Regions from separate parts of the Sus scrofa genome. Here region 1 is linked to region 2. The links are chromatin contacts, called in public promoter capture Hi-C maps. All regions are on one chromosome and are shown on one strand. Each heading gives the region's core, a stretch centred on a gene start, on an enhancer-like site or on the middle of the called end of the contact. The rest is flanking DNA. Distances are from core to core; before and after follow the strand shown. Region 1 has its middle 75 kb from the start of MDH1. Region 2 has its middle 27 kb from the start of UGP2.

What was found. Promoter capture Hi-C pulls out the DNA fragments that hold promoters and counts their contacts.
Region 1: a contact with region 2 is called in a promoter capture Hi-C map of liver, with 5 times the contacts expected there. The contact joins two enhancer-like sites. A contact is called at or near these places in 1 of 5 promoter capture datasets (liver) and 2 of 47 Hi-C or Micro-C datasets (liver and skeletal muscle).

What each region holds. Positions count from the first base shown.
Region 1 is chr3:78,185,824-78,189,774 of Sscrofa11.1, forward strand. No RefSeq gene overlaps it. Among named protein-coding and RNA genes, the nearest start is that of MDH1, 75 kb to the right of the region's middle. Within about 2 kb of position 2,683, at least 5 of the 83 cell types and tissues checked have an H3K27ac peak or open chromatin away from gene starts, as enhancers often do. A contact at or near this core is called in liver, where this site is marked.
Region 2 is chr3:78,055,304-78,059,151 of Sscrofa11.1, forward strand. No RefSeq gene overlaps it. Among named protein-coding and RNA genes, the nearest start is that of UGP2, 27 kb to the left of the region's middle. Within about 2 kb of position 1,933, at least 5 of the 83 cell types and tissues checked have an H3K27ac peak or open chromatin away from gene starts, as enhancers often do. A contact at or near this core is called in liver, where this site is marked.

The sequences.
Region 1 (3,951 bases), core at 1,433-3,932, 130 kb after region 2:
ATAAAAGCTATTTATGACAAAACCATAGTCAATATAATACTCAATGGTGAAAAGCTAAAAGACTTTCTGCTAAAATCTTGAACAGGAAAAGGATGCTCGCTCTAATCTCTTCTCTTCAACATAACATTGGAAGTTCTAGCCACAGCAATCAGACAGGAAAAACAAATAAAAGCTATCTAAATTGGAAGGGAAGAAGTAAAGTTGCCATTAAATGCAGATGACATGATACTATATATAGAGTACCCTAAGGACTCCACACAAAAACTGCTACAACTGATAAACAAATTCAACAAGATAGCAGGATACAAGATTAACATACAGAAATTGCTTGCATTTCTTTAACAAGGAAATAACACAAAGGGAATGCAAAAAAAAAAAAAAGTACATTTTTGGGAGTTCTGTGATGGCTCAGTGGGTTAAAGAACTGGTGTTGTCACTGCTATGGTGTAGGTTTGATTCCTGGCCCTGGAACTTCCACAGGCACCTGGGACAGCCAAAATAAAAACAAAAAAACAATACATCACCACCCCTAGGAGTTCCCATTGTGGGAACATTTTCTGACATAAACTGTTTTCTTAGGTCAGTCTCCCAAAGGCAATAGAAATAAGAACAAAGATAAATAAATGAGACCTAATCAAATTCAAACTTAATAAGCTTTTGCACAGCAAAAGAAACGATAAACAAAATAAAAAGACAGCCTATAGAATGGGCAAAAATATTTGCAAACAGTGCAAGCAACAAGTGCTTAATTTCCAAAATATGCAAACAGCTCTTACAACTCAATAGCAACAAAAATCACCCCAATGAAAAAAATAGGCAGAAGACCTAAACAGACATTTCTCCAAAGAAAACATGCAGGTAGCCAACAGGCACATGAAAAGTGCTAATTACAACATTGCTAATTATTAGAGAAATGCAGATCAAAACATCTCATACCAGTCAGAATGGCCATCATTAAAAATGATGCTAGGAATTCCAGTTGTGGCCCAATGAGATAGGCAGAAATAGAATTGCAGACATTAAGAACAGATTTATGGGCGTTCCTGTCGTGACTTAGTGGTAACAAACCCAACCAGTATCCATGGGAACGCAGGTTCAATCCCTGGCCTTGCTCAGTGGGTTAAGGATCTGGTGTTGCTGTGAACTCTGGTGTAAGTTGCAAATGCAGCTCAGATCCAACCTTCCTGTGGCTGCGGCATAGTCCTGCAGCTATGGCTCTGATTCAGCCCCTCGACTGGGAACATCCATATGCTGCAGATGCAGCCCTAAAAAAAAAAAAAAAAAAAGAAAGAAAGAAAAAGAACAGACTTGTTTTGGCCAAGGAGGAGAAGTTGGGGGAGAGATGAAGGGGTATTGGCATTAATAGACATAAGTTAATACACATAGAATATGGATAAACAACAAGGTCCTACAGTATATCACAGGGAACTATATTCAATATCCTATCATAAACCATAACGGAAAAGATTTTTAAAATGTATCTATCTGTCTGTCTGTCTGTCTATACACACATACATTTGCCTGGAGAATTGCCTTAATATATGGAGGCAAGAAAGCTTTTCCCTAAACTTAGCTGTTTTCTATCAACTGGTGTCAATTTAACCGGGTTTCAGGGGTCTGTATTTCTGCCAAGTAGGTGGATACCTTCTTAGAATATAGGGATGAGGCCATCCAACCCCAAGAAGAAATAGTGATAAAATCGGCAAAACTAAACTGTTAGATTTCAGGGTAGTAGTTAGTCTTAGTAGAGGGAAAAGATTACAAGGGAGGCTTCTAGGGGTCTGGTAACATTCTGAGTTTTGACCTGGGTGTTTTGACCTATGTGGGTATGTTCATTTTGTGAAAGTTGAATGAAATGTACCCTTGTAACTGTACTTTTGCGTGTGTGTTGTATTTTTGGAGTTCCTTGGTGGCTCAGCAGGTTAAGGATCCAACGTTATCACTGCTGTGGCAGTTCAATCCCTGGCCGGGAACTTTTGCATGCCATGAGTGCAGCCCCCCCCCCCCCAAAGGACATTTTTAAGTGGGATATACTGATTAAACTGGATTAAACACAAAAAGATCCACCTCTATGAGGGCTAGTGGCTCTTTCCTAGGCTACCAGATTTAACAAATAAAAATATACGATTCTCAGTTAATTCTAAATTTCAGATAAAGAACAAATAATTTGTTTAGTAGAAGTATGTCCCAAGCAATATTTGGGACATGTTTATACTAAAAAAGGTATTCATTGCTTATCTGAAACTCAAGTGTAACTGGTCATCTTGTATTTTATCTTCAACCCTCATCTTTGATCTAATGAGAAAGTGAAAAAGGATATATAATGAATCATATGTATTTAGGATATACATAGTCTTAGAAGGAAATATTAACAAATGAGAGAATAAGTGCTCTAGTATTTTACTTTCTCCATTCCTCCTTCATTCATTCCTCTATTCTATTGTTTTAGATTTCTCATTTCCACATTCACATCAATGAAAAGAGGAAAAGTAAGAGAAGCAAAGGAAGTAAGATAGTGCCCAAATCATTTATGCTTTCATTTGTTGTTTGAATCTGCAACTCTGTTGGTTGGTGTTCCTGAAAATGTCACTCCTGTGTTCTCATTTCTTATTTTTTACTGAACTGTTTCCTCTCTATGTTACTCTTTTTCAGAACTTTGTGACCTTTGCCCAGATGGAAGTTGAACCCTCCTAAGTATAATCAGTGTTTTCCTGCCTTTTCTTATCTAGGTTTCATAGGCTAAACTTAAAAAATCAATTTGTTATTGATCTCAGAAAGGTCACTTTTCCTTTTTCTCTCTCTAACAATGATAACTGATATGTACCTGGTACATTTTAACTATGCTTATTACGTAGTTGGTAGATATGCAAGAAGTTTTCAGAATTCCATTGCACTTTCCACTCCTAAAGGTGAAGAGATTCTCGTACAGATTATTTACGACAACTAGACTTTGTCAGCAGATGGAATCAAATCCAAAAGTTTTTGTGCTTTGACACATTTTCAGTTCATATAGATGACTGGTCATAAAATGAAATTATTTCCGGCTTTCCTGAAGACTTCCAGGTTGTGATTTTGTACCAAGAGAATTACTCACTTTATTTAGAGTAAAATTCTCAAGTCAACAGTGATTTTGATATCCTTTCATTTAAACAATAAGTACATCTCCTAAAATGCTTGAGGGGAAGATGAAAGGGAGGAAAAAAAGGAAGTTGCATCCACATCAAATAAAGATCATAAGGTATCTCAACAACCCATATTTGGAACCTTTGCGCTAAAGACGAGCCACCAAATCTCTTCCAAAGTTAGTGAGTTCTCTGCAACGTGGTTAGCAAAAGTATATTTCTGATTGAGTCACTTCACTAATCATTGATCTAGTCATTTTAAGCAATTCTGGACAACACTTTTCACTGCTTATTTTTCACATGATTGAACTGACTGGTTATCTTGTCTTGGAAAATCAAAACTTCAAAAATCATATATATATATATGTGTGTGTATATATATGTGTGTGTGTGTATCCATTACTCCTGTGTTCATGAGTTTTACTGTGACCAATTTCTTTTGCAGAGGGAGAGAGAGAGACAGAGAAGGAGTGGAGTGGGAGCAGAATGATAAAGGCTCAGTATGTGCAGAAAATTTTAAAATACACAAAGACAAATTAGTATAAAAGCATCATAAATAAGGCAAAAAGGTATTAATTTTTATGAAGCAGTATCAGCATAAATACATAAATTGTGTCTAGTTTTTTCAGGACACTTCATAAGCATTGCTGCAAGATTTATTAATCAATAAATGATGTATACAATTGCAGCATCTTTAACATTTGGAATAATTTTTTCAACTCTAAGCGTTCTACTGCAAATGCAGTTGTAACCTTTAGGAGCTAAGAAAGCTCCAGTAACGTGCTGGGTTGTTACCAATTACTGACCAACTACTTACCCTTGGAGTCCT
Region 2 (3,848 bases), core at 683-3,182:
TTCAGTTCTCTTCCTGGCCCACTTTGGAGTTGGTTGTGGCCACGAGCTTTGCTTTGGCCAGTGAAATGAGAACGGCAGTAATATATTATCACTTCTAGGGGGGTGCACAGTTTTCCATGTTTCCTTCCCTCTGCCACAGTGATCAAAGCAGCACACTACCGAGGAGTCTCCAGTGCCCCGGATTCCTTAGTGATGATGAACAGAACCCCCCACTAACCCACAATGAGCATGTGTATAATCACAAGCTGTGGATAAGCAAGAAGCTAGTCAGCAGAAAGAGGAGAGTGGGACAGACTTGCCGAGAGAATCTGAGATGCCATGAGAGAAAGATGAGAGCAGCTGATCCCTAGAATTTCTTTGGTTCCAGGTGCTTTCCAGGTCCCCTGGATTCTAACCCTAAACCCAACATTATCCTATGGAGCTTGAATAGGACTCCTGATGTTTGAACAACAACAACAAAAAGCTACATTAAACATAAATTAAACAAAAAGCTAAATTAATATTTTTTCACTTAACAAAGTGTCCCCAAAATGCTGAATCAAAAGTTACGAGCATTTTAATATGTATTGCCAAATGTCATACACTAACAAGGCAGGGAGTGCCCCTTTCATGGTACAGTAGTCTAGACGATAATGGTTATGCATATTAAAAGACAAAACAAGGTGGAAGAGAAAAACTCTGCAAATAGCAAAAAAAAAAAAGTTAAATCTATTAATCACTGTTTATTAGTGAGCTGAATTTTTTCAAATGTTTCTAAGTCATTTATTCCTTCTTTTGTAAATAAAAAATTAATTTCTCCCCTAAAAAGAAAAAAAAGTATTAAAAAAGGGAGTTCCCCTTGTGACTCAGCACTGACTAGTATCCATGAGGATGCGGGTTGGATCCCTGGCCTTGCTCAATTTGTTAAGGATCTGGTGTTGCCCTGAACTGTGGTGTAGGTAGCAGATGTGGCTCGGATTTAGTTTTGCTGAGGCTTGTGGCACAGGCTGGCAGCTGTAGCTCCAATTTGACTCCTAGCCTGGGAATTTCCATATGTCACATGTGCAGCCCTAAAAAGCAAAATGTATATATATGTGTGTGTATATATATATCTATATATACACACACATATATAATTAATTTCTCTTGACTATTTATTAAGATCTTAAAATTTTTTTAATGAGTGTATGTGAGCTTTTTGTATTGTAGTAATTGTCACAAATATTTGTACAGTTTGGTTTGCCTTTCAGATTTTTGTTATGTTGGTGTTTTATGTCAGTTTTTTACTGTTGTGTAATAAAACATATTTTTCTTCATTAAGTGGCATATTATCCAGTGCTTTGTTAGCATCTCCCATGACTTTATTGTGTAAAAATTATCATTCTAAACATTTTCATGTGCTATGTAAATCAACACCTTTTATATGTAACTATTAATATTGCTTCCCATATTTTTCCTTTTAAAGATCAAATTATTGATTCACAGACCCCAACTCTTTTTTCAACTTCTTTTAATGAAATGTCTAATTGTCCCACTGTATATCTCAGCAATCATATTCCCTCTGTCCTCACACAAAGATGATTCAAATTTTTAACTTATGTTAATTATTAAGCTGCTGAGAAGGATTTTACTGGACACCAAAGAAATACACCTGTCTTTACTCTTGAACTCATATCTGGGCTGTGTGTGTGTGTGTGTGTATTTTTTTCTGAAATCCTTTGGTGTCCTTGATTTTGCACTTTTATTTTGAACATTAAGCCCAATGGATAGGGCCTTTAGTTTTAGTTCATTTTTGACAATTGTTCTATTTTGTATAACATAACAGTTAAAAACAGTTTAGGGCTATTGTCAAATCAAACATTTAGAAACAACAATAGATAGAGTTCTGCCTCCTGAGGGCTGGTGTGACCTAATCCTAACATGACTTTTTGTCTAGATAATTTATGGTTCACTGTCTGTCCTGTTGACCCTGCAGCTATTGCCAGAACACAAACCTGATTTAACTCTGCTGCTTACAAAGTTTTCATGGTTCCCAGTTAACTACAGATAAAATCAAAACCTTTTAGAACAGAAAAACAGCCTTTAACCATCTGCCCTGGCTCTTTTTATCTTCATTTGCACCCCTCTTAAAATGTGTACAGGAGCTGCAGCCACAGAGAGGTGCTTGTCAGTCTCAAAAAGTTATTTCTCATGTCAGTGCTTTTGCACTTATCCCTTAATCCCATTTAGAAATTCCTGCCCTGCTCTCCCTGCTTCTCCATCCCAATTCTTAGTATCCTTCAAATACCAACTCAAAGTTCACTTCATTAGTGACAGACTTCCGAGTTCAGACTGCCTGGCAGTCAGTCCCCTTCTCCTCCAGTCCCCTTCTCCTCCAGTCCCCTTCTCCCCTTCTCCACAATCATAGACAAGTGGAGGAGAGAGACATGGAAAGAAACACATGGTCAAAAAGACCATGAACTCCTTAAGGACAAAGATCTCATCATTTATTCACTTCTATGTCCCTGCACCTAACTGTCAAATAAATAAATGTTGAATTGAATTTGACTGAATCATAAGGAATGAGTTTAATAATTGCATTTTACTTTTAAGAATATCAACTATGTAGATTTTCTTAAGTTATAGGTTCATAATTTGACCTTAAAAAAAAATACAAGAATGGTTGCTAAAATTTTATAAATGTTATGTAATTTTTAAAAAATTTCAGTTATTTATATATTATTTTTAAAAAGTACATAGTGTTTTTTACTTTAAGGAGGTCTGTATAATTCATAGGATTATATGAATGTCTCAGGGTAATTTGGAAGTATACAAAGCTTGGAAATAATATTGGAATGGATAGCTGAAATGCAAATATTAAAGTATAGGAATGTGCCAAAAAAGAAACTCTCGCCTGAAAAGAACACATGTTTTTTGCAGAAAGCAAAACCCTGACATATTTAATGAAGCGTTGTGAAATCTGCTCACTCAAGGCCCACGGAAAGCAAAGTCAAGGTTCAGACCAAACTTTGTTTAGAAACTTTGAAACCACGTGTTTAAAGAATGAGAAAGGTTTGTCAAGACTTTCTGCCAAAGCATATCACAAGCTTATCATGTGCTTCCTGTCTGCTCTTAAAAACCTAGTCTCTATAAGCTAGCCAGATGCTGGCATTTGGAATAGCCTCTAGTTAGGTCTCAAACCTGGTCGCATCTTCATTTCCCAAAAGAAGCACCAGTAACTTTGCAGTCTCCTCTGTCTCATATAACTTGTTAACTCTGTTTCATAAAATTCCTCAATTTTAACTTTAGAGCCATGATATCAACATTTATAATCCTGAAAATACAAAAATTAAATTGAAGCTAATGAAGGTAATCACCTTCCTAATAAACCTGCTCATTCTGTATGCTCTATTATATTGCAGCCATCTTTCCAACCATCCACCTGAAAAAAGTTGAAGTCATAACAATAGCAGGTAACATTTATTGAGGGCGCTTAATGTCCCAAGTGCTGTGCTTTTTTATCTCCTTTAATTCTCACAGGAGTTTCTAGGAAGAAAATGACTAGAATACATGTTCCTGACCTCCCCCTTTGGTCTCTTCCCCCCCCCCCGCCCCAATTCCATAGTGGAGCAATTTAGTAACTGACAGCAGCAGGCCTTTGATGGTAATGTGTGTTTTTTAAGGACATCCATAGGAGAGGGTAGATACCAGATATATGAGGTCTGTAACTTTGGGAAAAAAGAGGGCTGCACAAGTAGATGGAATCATTCTGCTTCCAAGTGTCTGAGAAAAGTGTTTCTCTCCCAAGTACTTGGAGGGCCTGGAAGAAAAGTATATAATATTAGAATAGTGGTTCTCACCTGGACTGTGGCAATTACATCATCTGGGAA